Regions from separate parts of the Ovis canadensis genome. Here region 1 is linked to region 2. A link is a contact called in public Hi-C data. All regions are on one chromosome and are shown on one strand. Each heading gives the region's core, a stretch centred on a gene start, on an enhancer-like site or on the middle of the called end of the contact. The rest is flanking DNA. Distances are from core to core; before and after follow the strand shown.

Evidence for each region. A called contact is a pair of places that touch in the nucleus more often than the background predicts.
Region 1: a Hi-C map of fibroblasts shows a contact between it and region 2, with 2.3 times the contacts expected there. The contact joins two enhancer-like sites. A contact is called at or near these places in 2 of 2 Hi-C or Micro-C datasets (fibroblasts and lung).

The regions. Positions count from the first base shown.
Region 1 is chr3:43,769,399-43,772,298 of ARS-UI_OviCan_v2, forward strand. No RefSeq gene overlaps it. Among named protein-coding and RNA genes, the nearest start is that of AFTPH, 89 kb to the right of the region's middle. Within about 2 kb of position 1,538, the one cell type or tissue checked has open chromatin away from gene starts, as enhancers often do. A contact at or near this core is called in fibroblasts, where this site is marked.
Region 2 is chr3:43,733,955-43,737,149 of ARS-UI_OviCan_v2, forward strand. All of the region lies in intron 1 of SERTAD2 (SERTA domain containing 2), which reads left to right. Among named protein-coding and RNA genes, the nearest start is that of SERTAD2, 99 kb to the left of the region's middle. Within about 2 kb of position 1,392, the one cell type or tissue checked has open chromatin away from gene starts, as enhancers often do. A contact at or near this core is called in fibroblasts, where this site is marked.

The DNA.
Region 1 (2,900 bases), core at 288-2,787, 36 kb after region 2:
ATACCTTCACCTTCATATTTCTACTCAGACAAATAATACACATTTTGCATGAAGTAGACATCTTCCAATGCCATTTTCTATGATGCTTTTTTTTACCTCATGAACAATTCCCATGATATTAGAAATTCTTTGAAAATGGTATTTTTGATGGCTGTAGATTGTTCTCTCATGTGATTGTGCCCTTCCTGTTTAAAGCACTCCCATATTGTTGTAATTCCTTTACAGCCTATTTGATTATTCCTATAGGAGAAATGCCTGAAATGGAATTGTTGGGACAAAGAGAAAGGATATTTCCAAGGCTCCTGACACATCACAGTTAGCTCTGAACAAACCCTTGCTCTATCAAACCCTCTCCCAACACCACTCACCCAGATTTACTTAACTACCAGCTGGAGGGCCCAGTCCCCCAGGGTCCACCTTCTTAATTTCAGCTCCCCTTGCTTTTTCAAATGGTCAGAAGCAGGGCGGAGGGTCCTGTGAGATGGAACCTGAGAGAGCTGGCCAATCTATGCCCGAGTTTCCCCCCATTCTCACCTGTACTCCTTTGGGTTAAGGACTCAGAAGTCATGACTGCAAATGGATTTGTAGATGGAGACAGCCCCACTGAGCCATGGCCCCTAGGCTCAACTTCGTCACTATATTAACAGCTGAGACCTGGGCCTCAGGGGTTGGGCCCAAAGGTATGCATGTTTTTAATTTTACTGAAGACATTATGTAAACATATTAAGGAATATTCTGGGGGAAACAGATAAAATATGACTATAGCTTTTTCCTTTTCCCACAGTTTTCAAGGTCAGGAAAGTAGTTCTCCTTATGAAATGAGAATAATCTTTAGTGAGCCTTTAGATCAGTATCTTCAAAAGTGTTCCACAATTTCTTGGATGGGTTTTCATTCAGTTTATAAATGACATCCATAAAGCAATGGTCCTGGTTCTCTAGCACAGGGCTGGATATATGAGCCTCCAGGGGCTGTGAGCATCTCAGAGGCCAGGGACAAGACAGCCGGAGTGCTTTTTCCACCTCCACTGTGAACAACTTGGGATTTAATCTAAAAAGACGCTAAGGGGATCAATTCTTTGAAATAATTCGTGTCAATTTCCAAGTCACTCCGGGTCATCATCCAGGAAAGACAATTTTTAGTACGGAAATCCAGGTCTGCCTATGGGAACAGGTCTTCCCCCTCCCTCACCAGTCACTACTCAGCAGAGGCCGATGGCTGCGAGAAACAGCCGGCTACCTGAGGGCTCCGAGACAGGGAGACAGGATCGCTGCCTCAAGGAGGGAGGGTCTGCCCTCCCTCCGAGCTGGACGGGGCGGTGTCCCTGCTCCAGAGCCGCGGGTCTCAGACTTCGCGACCGTGCGGGTCAACGGCAGGGCCCGCGAACACAGCGCGCGGGGTCCAGAGACCAGTGCTGGCCCGGGAGTCTGCCTTTGCAAGTTCAAGCTCCGAGGGCGGGGGAGGCCGATGCTGCTGGTCCCGGGGCCACACTTGAGAGGACGGCCGCCCGGGAGCTCGGAGGGAGGGACCCAGGGGCGCGCCCCAGGGAGGCGGGCCAGGCTCTCGCCCCAGGGCCCCTGGGAAGGGAAGCGGCGGAGGAGGCCGGAACCGCGGGCGGCGGCGCGGCGACTTGGGCCGGGTGACACGGGGGCGGCGGGCGCCTGGGCGGCGGGGGGCCTCTCCGGCCACCCAGGGCGCGGCGGCCGGGCCTCCCTCCCCGGGCCCCGGGGCAGCTCCGGGGCGCCCCGCGCGGCTTCCCCGGCCTCCGCGCCCACCGCGCCGCAGGAAGACAAAGGCGCCACGGAGGACGCAACTGCGGCGTCCCTCCTGACCGTCCAGACTGCCCGGGCCCCTGCCTCTCAAACCCGTCCACCTCCGTGGCTGCCTGTCGCTAGTGCTGGGCTCCCCTCCAGCTCACGGAGGGAGGGAAAGAGAGACCGCTCCACGTCCAGCCCCGATGGCCCGTCTGCCCGCCCCCGCACAGAGAGCCACCGTCTAGAGCCCCAGGTTCTGTCTCCGGAGCGCCTTCTCATAGCCATGCGGCCTTTAACAGCCCACTTCACTTCCCTGGTCCCAGTTTCTCCTTGTGTAAAGCAACTGGGTTGGAAGGGGTAGTTTCTGAACTTCCGTCCCCCTCGAGAGAGCTACCTGTCCACCTCGACCTGTGAGTGGCAGGTGGTGGGAGGGGGTGGGTGTAGGGAGAAGAGGGTTGAAGCCCTGGGGAGCTGGAAGGTGGTGGAGGAGAGGAGGCCCAAGGGGCCCCTTAGGTACCTTGGCCAGCTTGCCCCCCCTCCACCCCCCCTCCACCCCTCCTCCCACTCTTCTTGGCTTCCAAGAGTAGACTGGCAGAGCCCCTACCCCAGGGAAGGCCCCCGTGGGAATCCCCTGGCTCTCTGGGTGCTGGTTTGCAGCCACTGTTTGCCAGAGGATGAGGGAAGGAACAGGAAGGAACGTGCAGGCTGAACTGGAAGAGCCAGCTGGGCCAGAGGCAGTCCTTACTGTACCTCACACCTGAGGCTGAAGCTTTGCTTGGCCATGTCCCCTGCACCTGCCCTGCTGGACCCTGGGGAGACCCGGTCTGGGCACACCGCTGTCACCAGGCTGAGAGCTCCGGAGCAAAATGTCTAGTAGCTTTTAGCTTTGAGGCTGCACACATATGCTCCTAAGACTGTGTGGAAATGACATTATTTTCAGCTTAAATCTATCTTCCTGTAGATTTACTCAGTGGGTTCAAAGATGCTAGTTCTTAATTTACAAGCTCAGAGGCAGCTTCCAGCACATTAACCTCAAGGCCTTCACGTCCTCCCCAACCCACTCCTGCTCCCCTCTGCAGGAAGGAAAGCTCCCACAAAATGTCCAGATGTTTCAGAGCAGTATATAAGACGGTCTGGTTGCAAGTGGC
Region 2 (3,195 bases), core at 142-2,641:
TCTCCCAGTCCACATCTTATGACTCAGGTTGTATGTTTGTTGTGTGTGTTCTTGCTTCAGGAATCCTCCAGGGATTTTAGTCATGGATTTTGAAACATCAGTGTTACTTATATACAGACAACAACCTTTTCTTTATACAATATTTCCAGATTTTGAACCATAGCATAATATAGTGTGGTCTTGGCAGGGCTCTTGGCTTGCCAAGCAGTGTCCTATGGAGACCTGAATTAGGGAACAGTCTTGGAAATGTGTATACTTTGAGATCTGTAGATAGAAATTGTGGTGAATAATCAGAATTCAGGAGTGCCTGTTGCTCTCCTGCGCCCCCTTGTGGTTAGATGTGATACTCTTTCAAAGCTCAAGAGGAGCTCCAACTTGTAGTGGGCATGCTTGTTTACAAAGAGCATTTATAGCGTTTTCTGAGTAAAATAGCCTATCAAGTTAATATCATAGTTCTCACTGAGGGTGTAAATAGTTCATTGTGTTTGTTTGACTTTTTCTAAATTTGTAGAATTTAAAAAATATGTATTGATGTGTGTGTACATGTTTTACCTTTTTCTTATGGAAAATTCCAAACACACTCAAAAATAGAGTACAGTGCATCCCCTTGTGCTCATCATTGGGCTTTAACAGTCATCAATATTTTGTCAGTCTTGTTTCATCTTCATGGTCTTTTTTTTTCTAGAGTATTTTAAAGCCTATTCCAGGCTTAGAATCTTTTTTTTTTTTGCTTATCTTAAATTTAGAAACTGTATAATTCGGCTCAGTCTTTTGCTTTAGGTGTGCAGTGCTTTTAGTCAAAATTGTTACGTAAACTAAGGATTGTAAACATCCTCAGTATCTTTGGAAGGTGACTGATGTCCCTAGCTTCCTAAGAGTTAGGTCTAAAACCTAAAGTTCCCAGCTGGCTGAGGAACCAGTAAGACAGGATATTAGAAATATTTTCTATTACTTAACAGTTACAGTCTAAAAAACCTGTTTCTTTACAATGTTTATTAACAAGGCCATAATTTATTCCTAAGAAATATTCACTTGAAATATTATCTCGCAGGATTTGTTTGCTAAATGCAGTTATCAACATTTGAAAATGTCCTTTTCTTTTTCCAAGAGGAAAGGTTATGTTTGACAAACCAGTCAGAAACCGTCTGCAATTTCATAGAAGTAGATAAAAGTCCTAGGAGGGAAGGCAAGAGTTTCTTACATCCCCAAACAGTAAAAGCTGTTGACTTCGAGGTTGACTTCCTGGCCGAATTTCGGTTTGTCTCCAGGCTTTAAGACGCTGTCGAGAAAGCCCGGGGATTGTTCGCTGCGGGACCCGTCCGACTGGAGTCTGATCGCGGATGCGCGGCCGCGCGCTACCCGCGGCAGAGAGCGCCGCCAGGAGAGCCCGGGGAGGCGCCTCCGCAAACAGTGGTGTCGGGTTACAGCCTCGGAGCCGCGCCGAGCGCGCCTAACTGGCTAGATCTAGTGACTGGCTTCATAATTACATTGCTGATTTGTTAGGGAAGGCTTTGTCTTACTTAGCAATTAGCATGGATGTTACTGCAGGGACCTCATCCTGGATGAGCTTGGGCTTAAAAAAAGAAAAAGAAAAAAGAAAACTTCCCCGATAGGGGCAGCTTTAGGGGTTCAGTTACTCACCCTCCCTTGTCTTCTGGGAGTAAACACTCAGAGGCTTTCTCCCTGTTGGAATTTTGCCCGTGTTTCTGCCATTCCCGGAGGCCGGAAGCAGTCGCTTTGGGGTCTGCAGGCAGCCTCGGGGAGTGCTGACCCCCGCATGGCCTCCCGGAGGCTCACCCCCAGGAACTGGGGAACTGCACGGGTCACAGTGCATGGAACACCCCCGCTGGCAGATCCTTGCAGGCACCCCACTTTCTTTTTAAAATTAATTTATTTTAATTGGAGGATAATTACAATATTGTGATGCTTTTTGCCATACATCAACATGAATCAACCATGGGTATACATATGTGTTCCCCCCATCCTGAACCCCCTCTCCCACTTCCCTACCCACTATCCCTCTAGGTTGTCCCAGAGCACTGGCTTTGGGAGTACCCCACTTTCTGTCAGCTCTCTCCCAGATCTGCCAGCATCCCCCCGCCCATGTCCCTTCAGGGTGTCCTAAGTCGTGTCCCCCAACCCCCACCCCGTGGCTTCTGCTGTTACCTGGGGGAGGAAGGATGTCAAAAGCATAGCCATTATCAGATTCCTGAATGTTGGATGTTTATTAAGGTGTAATATTTTAACAGTATAGAAAGTTGTCTAAGGGAACCTGGCTTCCCCTGTGGAACAAGGAGGGGGCCTCTCCTTCCTGCCCGGGAGGTGCTGTGTGACCAGCTGACAAAAGAGCTCTTCCCAGAGTTCGCCGGAGGCTGGTGGCAGGCATCCTGGTCAGGAGCAGGGGCTCTCCACTTGGACCACCTCAAGAGCAGGACCCAAAGCATACCCTAAGGCAGGCGTCAGAGGGGAGAGATGAGAATATTCTGTGTTTCAGAAGTTGTCTCACCGGCATTTGTAGCCAGCCTCTCTCCTGCTCTGGAGAGACTGTCACCCACTCAGTAGTTTTGCCAGGGGCAACTTCTTTCTTCTTCCACTGCCCCCGAAAGAAACTGAAAGTGTGCGCGTGTTTCCATTTACAGGACTTTAACTTTGGGTTTGGCGGCTCAGGATGTCTGAATGAGGAAATAGCTTCTGCTAGCCTGCTTGAAGACACTCGTCACACATCATAGCTTCTTTTTTCTTCAAACTGGGTAGCTCTGTGAGGGAAAGTCATCATTCTGAGTCATTAGCGTTACTGTGAACGCCTCGTTTTTATGGTTTTTAGTGTTAGCATGGGCACTGCTGGACCCTTCAGCAGCCCGTAGTCACCAGCAGTCACACAGGACGGTGTGGTTGGGGAGACCCGGGACTGAGCCTTTCACTTGAGAGCTGTTAACTAGTGACACGGGCATAGCAGGCCAGCGGCTCATCGAACAGCAGACGCCAGCCTCTTCAGCCTGGTGAGGACGTAGAGTGAGACACGCTCCCGGGGAGCCCAGGGCCCCACTAGGAACTACCCTCCCCTGATGGCAGACTCCAGGACTGAGCTCTGCCCTGTAAACTGACTGTTGAGACATGTCACTTACTCGTGAAGCCCGCTATACTCCTGAGAAAGGAACACCCTGGCTTTCTACTTGTCACTTACTGGTCCAAAAG